Linked DNA regions of Mus musculus: region 2 is linked to region 1. A link is a contact called in public promoter capture Hi-C data. All regions are on one chromosome and are shown on one strand. Each heading gives the region's core, a stretch centred on a gene start, on an enhancer-like site or on the middle of the called end of the contact. The rest is flanking DNA. Distances are from core to core; before and after follow the strand shown. Region 1 holds the start of Hsd17b12 (hydroxysteroid (17-beta) dehydrogenase 12). Region 2 holds the start of Pdhx (pyruvate dehydrogenase complex, component X).

Region 1 (4,639 bases), core at 1,377-3,876:
AAAAACAACTTAGAGAAAGATCACAGACCATGGAAGAAAGTCAGAGTAGGATGCAAAGCAGGAACCTGGAGGCAGAAACTGAAGCAGAGGCCATGCAGGAATGCTCACTTGCTCTTCTTGACTAAGTGTTTTATACAGTCCAGGGTCCAGGGATGGTCCAGCCTACATCAATCCCTAATAGGCAGAATGCCCTCACAGACCTGCCTACAGGCCAATCTGATGAGTGCATTTTCTCAACTTAAATGTCCTCCTCCCAGATGACCCAGGCTTATGCCAAGTTGACAAAAACTGAACCACTACTAATTTCTACAGAATAAACTATTTAACTGTCTATAGAGAAGAAGATAAATTAACATCACGGACTGAAATTAGAGCACCCTAAGAATGCTTCCCACTAGCATGTATTTACAGATCACCCAGGAATGAGCACTCAAGATTGAGACAGCAATCCTGTAAGGGAGAAAACAATGCTGCCTACATATTAGCATTAACCCTACTATCCCAACTCTCCCCAGCTCAATGCCTAACCACAGCTTACCGGGACCCCAGGTGCTGCCTCTGCTAGTCTGTCTTCTACATAGTATGCTACTCCCACCCAACCGCTGCCAAGGAAGAACTCATCTGAATCCTAGTTCTGAAATATCTGAATTTGAAGAGTAAGAAAGTGTTTAAAGATGTAGGTTACATACATATGTTTATGAGTTACAAGTGAGGACTTAGTTTACATTTCCTCGGGGGAGGGGTGCTGTTTTATCTGGGGAGGTGCTATCTGTACCAAAGCATTCATGTGGAGAGAAGTCAGTCTCTCCTCTGTGGATAATCCTGAGCATGGAAATCAGGCTGTCAAGTGTAGGCCAGGTGCCGTTACCTGCTAAGCCATCTTGCTTATCATTTCTTTTGCTTAAGCATTAAAAAAAAAAAAAAAAAAAAAAAAAAAAAAACCAAAACCCCAAACAATTGACCCCAACTATACTTCACTTCCATATGACACCACAGTTCTCTTTCATATCCCAATGTTCTAGGTCAAATTTCTTTTCTAAATCTGCCAGAAATGCTTTCCTAATTTTTACCAGTTTCCCTTTGTCTGGATGGAGCCAAACCTACCTTGAACGTGGCAAACCCTTGACTTTCACTCTGCGTTTTAGACTGTGCAAACAATTTACAATAATAAAGCTAAAGCAACACTGGGCTTTCTTTGCAAGTTTCATTTTATTGGATAACTGATTTCCTATGGGATTACTGTTGCATTGACTTAAAAAAAAATAAAAATAAGCCAACAAACAACTTTTTCCAAGCTGACAACAAAGAAACTGACCAAGTCAATTGTGAAATTATATCATCTGAATCTTAATCACAGCGAGCACTTTTTCCCCCAGGGACTATGAAAAGTGATTTTGGAAAGTTGTATAAAATCACTGTTTGCCCCACATCAAGGAAAGGGGCTCACAAACTCATTTCTACTTGAAATATTTTCTCCTATTATTAGGGTGTTGTCCCAAAAGATTAACTGTCATGTCTTTTCTAAGTCGTTTAAATGTTCTTTAATGAACAGAACAAACCTGAAAAGTAACATGATTTCTGTCCTGTGTTTAGTCCGTAGGCAACCGCACCCCAATATTCTATAAAATGTTTGAGTCGTGAACAGTGAGTTACAAAACACCAGAGAGCCACACATACATCATGATTACATGGGTGTTTGTTTTAAAGCCCTTCTCTCAAAAAATAGAAACAAAGGTGAGAGGGCTGAACTAGGATTTTCTCAACTTCTCTGATACGACCTTCGTTCTCATTTTTAAAATCTGTCAACTGAAAAGAAGAAGGTTCGCGTGTTTTGGTCACTTTTTGTAAAGACATTTTCCGCAAACTCTTGCAAAAAGTACTGAATACGATAGGAAGACTTTGTTTTCCCAGAACAGCGCTTCTTAGTCATTGAAACTCCAGAATAATTTACCAAGATTTCCTCCGACACCGCCTCCACCTCCCCCCTCCCCAAAAGGACTTGTTAAATTACATGAAACAAACCCAATTCAAGTAACTGGAGAATCAAGTTTCCCAAGATCCTAACTTCTGAAATCGTTGTCCCTGCAACCCTTCTTCCTATCTTCACCTATGCTCTCATCCATAGCACAGGGCCAGTTTTCAAGCCAAGTGAAAAACTTTATTTTAAAAAATAAATAAACACTGCAAGGGACACAGCGGACAATGCGCCTGACTCCGGCCGCCTGCCCAGGAGGGCTCCAACAGGACAAGTCCGGGGAGTTAAGAAAGGTCTCCTCCGTGCCCACCAGGCAGCAGCAGGTCAGATCACCCACCCCGCCAGTGCGCTCAGGGTCTGGAGAAGTTTCCGCGCTCCAGAGCGGGCTCGCTGAGCGCGAGCGACAGGGGAACAAGGGCCACAGCGTGGTCGCGGCTTGTGGTTCCACTCACCTGCCCATTCTCCGAGTCGCGGACCGACCAAGGCCTCGTTGCCCACGCACCACACCTGGAAGGCCCTGAAGAGCGAGTACGAGGCTCGCAGGGCCAGGTAGGCAATGGTGCTCGCGCCCACCCAGTACAGGAAGCCGGCCGCCGGGGGAGCGCACTCCATGGCTCGTGACTAGGCCTCACTACTACGGTGAATGGGGAAGGAAAAAAAAAAAAAGAATGAATGGGACGAGGAGGCGGTGCCGCCGTGACGGCGAAGACGCAGCGAATAGACGTGATTTTTTGAACGCTTTAGGTCTAAGACCCGCCTACATAGTCATATCCATGTGTCTATTGGTGACTTCTCTTTCCTGTAAGCGTACTATGTCTCCTATTGGTTAGCCTTCGTTTCGTAGCCCCGCCCACAATCCCCTTCGGCGCGCTCAGAGCCGCATTTCCGTATTAAGACAGTGGCTCGCTCACAAGCCGCTCAACGTTTGGCTCCGCCCACAAGCTTTACCTCGCACCACCGAAGCGCAGGGATCTCTCATTGGCAGAGGCGGCCCTTACGACTGCGGAAGGCTGCGCGCTGATTGGCCAGTGATACCTAACTGGGTTTAGCTCACATTTCAGGAAGGAATGGAACCGGAAAGGGAAGAATATAGTAGAAGTCCGGGAGGAGCTGGAGTAGTGCTTGTGATTACGTCTTAGTAATAACCGCTTTCGGATTGTTAATTCCTCAGACTTTTCAGATGAAGGTTTACGGTTCCCCTTTGTCTGCAGAGCACGCTTTCGCTCCATTTTTTTGAATGACTGCCTTAGCTCCCACAATGAACTTTATACTTGTTCCCAATAATTCGGAATTCCAGAAAACTCTACTGTGTAGTAGCGTTAACAGTTGTAAGATGAATGAAAAGTATCCTACAAGAACAGAGCTTATGGAGCAATTCTGGGAAACTCAAATTTTTTTATTGGACCTGGTCCAGTAAAAACCAAAATCATTTTATTTTTGTTTTGTGGGAGGATATTAAAGAGATATTTGTGTCCTATACTTTTTACTGTAAGACAATCAAAACAATAAAATCAAAACAGGAACCGATTCACCCCCATCAAGGGACTTCATGCTGGGATAAAAGAAAACCTAAAACGTGGGCAAACACTTCCAGAACACCTTACAGGGGAGGCAATGAGGGGCCAGTGGTGAGCTGGCTGGACCACACTTTGACTTGCTTAGATTTATGTTACTCTGGCCCATTCTTAAACCATAACTGCACATCAGAACCTAAAACATGGCTTTGGTGGAAGGTACTGGGTCTCTTTATAACTTTTCCCAAATCTTTTTTTATTCTTTTCTTTTCCTGCTGTTCTGCACTATTAATTTGACTGTTTTAGCTGACTTAGGAAGGACAGGTGACCGAAACTCACTTGTTGATGCACAAGCTGTGGCCCTGACTCTGAAAACAGGCCTTATGCTTGAGCAGCAAATACTTTACCCACCAAGCAATCTCCCCTGCCCTGAAGGGAAGCTTTAAGGGGACACAAAAATCTGATCTCTGGAAGAGCATGGAAGTACTTCAGCGGACAGGGAGACAGACATAAAGTAAACAAATGGAGTCGCTGTTCAGGCTCTACTTAGAGGTCCAGGGGCTCATTCAATATCTCCACTCAAGCTCAATACATTTATTGTTTGTTTTTGTTTTGAGACAGGATGTCAAATATCCTAAGCTGCCTCTACCTCCCAAGGTTTGAGATTCCAGGTATGTGACACCATTTTTTTTTCTTACTTCAGTGCTGGGGATTGAACCCAGAGCTTTACACATGCTAGTCAAGTAGTGTATCAACTGAGCTACATTCTCCACTCAAGCTTAATAAATTTAAAAATAAAACTCCACACCTGCCCTCATATGCCTCTTCTGGTGGCTGGAACAGCAATGCCACTCACAGGCTCCTATGTTTGAAGACTTGGTCAGCAGTTGATAGAACAGTTAGGGAAGGATTAGGAGGTGTGCCCTTGTTGGAGGAGGTGTGTCATTGGGGGTGGGCTTTGAGGTTTCAAAAGTTCATGCCATTCCAACTTAGCATGCTCTCTCTCTCTTCCTCTTGCTTGTGGACTAGATGTGAGCTCTCTGCTGCTTCTCCAGAGTCATTCATGCCTGCCTGCTGCCATGTTCCCTGCCATGTTGTTCATGGACTTGCCCTCTGAAACTGTAAGTAAGTCTCTGATTAAATGCTTTCA
Region 2 (4,639 bases), core at 827-3,326, 8.9 Mb after region 1:
ACGTGGATGGAGGTTGTTATCAACTGATCCTGAGATGGGGAAAAATCCATTATCCTGCTGGGCCCAACATAGCAACAAGACTTCATCCTCTCGATGGAAGCGAGGTAGGAGGAAGTGTGGAGAGATACAAGTGTGCTCAATACTAGACTCGCTGTTACTGAGCTGGAGGAGAGACAGGAACTAAGAGCCCACAAATCTGAGAAGGCTTTGGATGGAAAAAAAAAAGCAAAAACAAACAAACAAACAAACAAACTAAAACAAAACAAAACAAGGAAACAGATTGCCTACTAGAACCTCCAAAGAAGACAATCCTGGCTAGACGCCTTGACTTTAGCCTAGTGAGATTCATTTTATACTTCTGACCCCAAAAGCTTTAAGACAATGAATGTGTACTTTAAGTGGATAGTGGGTAGTGATAATAAAACTACTCAGTTTGCCTTGGGATTCAGCACCATCTTCCTACAAATGATGCCGACAGACAAGGTGTTCAAGGTATCTACCCGGAGGTAGAGGATAAGTCCAGGTAAAATGCCAAGACTTAGCAGATGAAAACTATCCATGTGAATTTCTAAAGGCAGAAGCAGCTGACTCTAAGAAAAATCTTGGAAACTACTCATTTTTTGTGTCTAAGAACACACACTCTTTCCTTTTTAAACAGAGTTTAGGAAATTCACACTCTCAAAAAGACCTCACAAGCAAGGATAGGCCATTTCACAGGTATTTTTCCCAATCTAAGCTTTCATATTCCTCGATGTTTTGAGGCAGGGAGTCTCAAAAGTGTGCTCCATTAAACTCACAACAGTATAAGGTGCAGATTCCTGAGTCAGAGTTTCTGCTAAGTGTAGGCAAGTTCAGTTTTAACAAATGAGGACCAGGCAGAGAAAATATTATATACTATACAGTTAAAGACAATATCCAGGAAGTATTTATTAAACATTACTCCAAAAATGACTTAGGTAAATTGTCCCTATTAGCCCCTCTTTAGAAATCTCAGCACACGGATTTTATTGTTTTTCTTTTTCTTTTTTTTTGTTTTGTTTTGTGGCCTCAGACAGCTCAGAAAGTGTGGGCTAGGCCTACTGTACCAGGTGGTGGTAAGAATGATTACTTAAATGTCTAATGGTTTCTAAAACTGTTTTCTGTGCCCCCATCCTAACCCCCAGCCCATATTCATACACGTAAGGAAGAATAATGCCAGGTCTGCCATTTTATATGCTGTATGTTAAATAACGGAAGGACAGTGGGTATATCTCCGAGTTCAATATCACTGCTTAAGAACAATTTTATGTAATAGGCTGTATGAATTTCATGCCACATATTTTACTTGAAACATTCTAGCAATGTCTGTGATTCTGTATTTTCTAAGTTAAGTCTTGTATGCTGCATACATTAAGTGCAGTAAGATTTAAAGTTTTCCAATAGGGACAGGTCCTTTGAATGAATCAGTATGGGTAATAGTGGCTTTGAATGTATGGGCAGCTATATTACATTAGAGAGGAATGGTAAAATTAAAGAAATTTGACATGTGATTGATAAGGGTCTAAAATAGAGGGATTTAAAACAGACCCTCCCTAGGTGACATCGAAATTTCTCAAATTCTAAAGCAAGGTCACAGAGAAGCCATGTAGCCCTGAAGGCAGGCCAAGGACGGAACCATGCTCTCCCAAGTCTGAAGACAGTTCTTTTGCCGCATGCCATAGGCTAAGTCAGCAGGCCCGTTTCTGGGGGAGGTTGAAAGGAACAGGAAGAGTCCGCACTTAACCTCACAAACCGTGTCCCCAATCAAGAAAGCCCCTGACCCAGGCCCCATTGCTCAGCTAAAGAGAGAAGTGGAGCGAGCGCAAGCCACTCACCCTGCAGCAGCTGAGTACTGTGAAACCACCTCCAACTTGCTCCACGGTCGACAGGCCAAGCAGCAGCACCCTGAGCCAGTCCCAGGCTTCGACGGCTGCTAAATCCCAGAAGGTACCGAAGCAGCGGCTGGTTACAGTGAAGCCTCCAGGAGGCCGCCATCTTCCCGGCTTTCTCCGGGAAAGCTCGCAAGTCAACTAGATTGGCGGCCTCAAGGCCCGTCCAGGCCCCGCCTTGCATGGGCTGGCCCCGCCCACAGCGCACGCTCCCCGCCTTGGACTGGAGGACTAGTCCTTCTAACACCGCCTCCAACCTTCACGGGCACGCCCACCGGCCGGTTTGCGCCGCCGCAGATTCTCCAAAGGGACGAGGTCCCCCTCAGACTCCGCCTCTCACTCTTGCTCCGCCCCCAGGCTGCCCGCTCTGTCGCCTAATAGCGTTCTGCCGGCCGCTCAGACTTGGAACGAGCGCGGGACAGATAACGGAGCAGAGTCAGAACCATGTCTGGCTGTCAAGCTCAAGGAGACTGTTGCTCGCGGCCGTGTGGCGCGCAGGTAAGGACGGCGGTCTACAGCAGGCGAGGTGGGGTCACGGGCCGCGGGGTGGGGCTTCGGCCAGGAGCTCTAGGCGGCTAATTCCTAACCCAGTCCGCGAAAGTCAGAGGCCCCTCTGTGCTAGTAGGACTGCTCTACCGGAATTGTCAGGCACCCCAAAGGGCACTCTTTTGGGCAGTTGTCCTTGCCTATCTTACTTGACGTTATGAGGTGGGAGCTCTTGGAAATGATTCTTCTTTAAGGAAAATGGGCCCTGGGGCAACATGGGTTTTCTTTCAGTTAAACAGGACGCAGGCTTATGAAATGCCTTCTAGTGCTAAGAAAATGGTGAACTAGCGAACTAGAAGAATAAACAGCTTCGATACTAACTGATAAGCCCTGCAGAAGACTCAGGGGAAGTCCACAAAATTATATCTTTACTAACCTTTCGTCTAGCCAAGGGGTCTCAATTTAAAATAAAACAGGAAATATTTAATGCAGAGCATCTGAACTATTATTGTCTTGGAATAAGTGGCTTTTCACAAATTCTTTATAAACCTTGAAATTAGGCACGACTGAAAGGGAGATTTTGCATATAGGACACAGGTCCCTGGTGGCCATCCCTATATATGGAGAACGAGGAAAGTAGAAGCAATGTATCAGAATCAAGGTGCATTGATAGCAGACATGTTTGTCATCCCTTATTAGTAAATCTTGGTGACGGTCATCATAGAAATACAGATTTTTTTTTCATACTAAGTGTTGTGCCAGATCAGCAAAATAACCTGTGATTCAAGAGCTGTGATTGAATTTATCAAGACAGAAAATAGCCACATACAAAAAAGAAGCTGAAGATGTTTTTCAAGTATAGAAGGAGAAGTGGGTGGTTTCAGATGGTGATTTGTCAAAGACTTTTGAATACCTAGCATTTTAGATTGGCCCATATTTTGAGGAAACCACAAAGAAAACTCTAGGACCACCATATACCTCAACTAGAGATCTCATTACATGTCTCTAGCCTCTTCTTGCTGTTTGGAGGTATAGACGCAGTGTCAAATTCTGCTTTTTTGAGGGACACTTAGAAAGTCATATTCTGTGTGAAATTTCCTGATTCAAAAATGTTGGCTTGAGTTCTAAGTGTTGTGCAGATCAAATAAACGACTTTGGTCTGTGTTGGGGGGTGGGGGGTCACTATTGCTGTGGTGAAACACCATGACCAAAGAAAGCAACTTGGGGAGGAAAGGGTTTATGTTGCTTCTACTTCTACTTCACTGCTCATCATAGAAGGAAGTCCGGACAGGAGTACAGGCGAGCAGGAACCTGGAGGCAGGAACTGATACAGATGCATAGAGGGGTGCTGCTTACTGGCTTGCTCCCTCTGGCTTGCTCAGCCTGAACTCAGGACCACCAGTTCAGGGTGGCACCACTTACAACGAGCAGAGTCCTCCCTCATCAATCACTGTGAAACTCCTCTATAGGCATGCCTTCAGCCCATCTCATGGAGGCATTTTTTTTCAACCGAAGTTTCTGCCTCTCAGATGACCACAGCTTGTGCCCAGTTGACATAAAACTAGCCAACGTGAACCCCTTACTACTTTTTTTTTTTTTGTTAACGTATATGTATCCTTTAAGACTTAACTATGTGTTACCTGATTGGAAGGCTTCCCCAACAGTGAACAAAACAACCCAGCACAGTCCACAAGATATCAGTTTGAACCGTTTGATATTAGCCTTTTCTTAATGTAAGAAATACGGTCTTAGTGCACCCAGTGTTTATTGAGCAGAGCGCTATGGTATATGGTATATGGTATATGGTATATGGTATATGGTATTGTATAACTTACAAGAACATGTCTCTTGTTCCTTAGAAAACCATGCCTTGGGGGAAAACCCGGGAAGGCTTGCTTGTTTGCTGGCTTTTGATTTTTTTTAATTTTGCCTCATGTATCATGGCGTTCTATTTATAGTGACGAAAGTTCGATTTGGTTCGGTCTGACTCAGTTTGCCCTATGTGTTAGAGATTAGTATTAAGTTATTAACAACACACAGAGCACAGCAAGGATTTTGAACAAAGGTAAGTTCCAGAAGACACAGCAGGATTCTTCCCCCTCTTGCAGGTTTCTGAGAAACACAGATAGGAGGCCCATGTAGTTCATGAGTCGTAGGTGTTTGTAGTCAGTTTGCCTCTGGGTCCCTGGACTGAGGAAAGGGAAAACATTTGTGCCTTTATGACTATAGAATCACAGCAGCCTGCT

Evidence for each region. Promoter capture Hi-C pulls out the DNA fragments that hold promoters and counts their contacts.
Region 2: a promoter capture Hi-C map of pre-B cells shows a contact between it and region 1, with 4 times the contacts expected there. The contact joins the promoter of Pdhx here to the promoter of Hsd17b12 in region 1. A contact is called at or near these places in 2 of 39 promoter capture datasets (cranial neural crest and pre-B cells).

The regions. Positions count from the first base shown.
Region 1 is chr2:94,155,283-94,159,921 of GRCm38.p6, forward strand. It overlaps Hsd17b12 (hydroxysteroid (17-beta) dehydrogenase 12), which reads right to left and starts at 2,627. Exons shown (of 11, transcript NM_019657.4): 1 at 2,428-2,627. The coding sequence starts at 2,587. Gm39885 (a long non-coding RNA gene) reads left to right here and starts at 2,882. Exons shown (of 3, transcript XR_866573.3): 1 at 2,882-4,160; 2 at 4,519-4,610.
Region 2 is chr2:103,071,437-103,076,075 of GRCm38.p6, forward strand. It overlaps Pdhx (pyruvate dehydrogenase complex, component X), which reads right to left and starts at 2,077. Exons shown (of 11, transcript NM_175094.5): 1 at 1,854-2,077. The coding sequence starts at 2,013. Apip (APAF1 interacting protein) reads left to right here and starts at 2,239. Exons shown (of 7, transcript NM_019735.4): 1 at 2,239-2,405. The coding sequence starts at 2,352.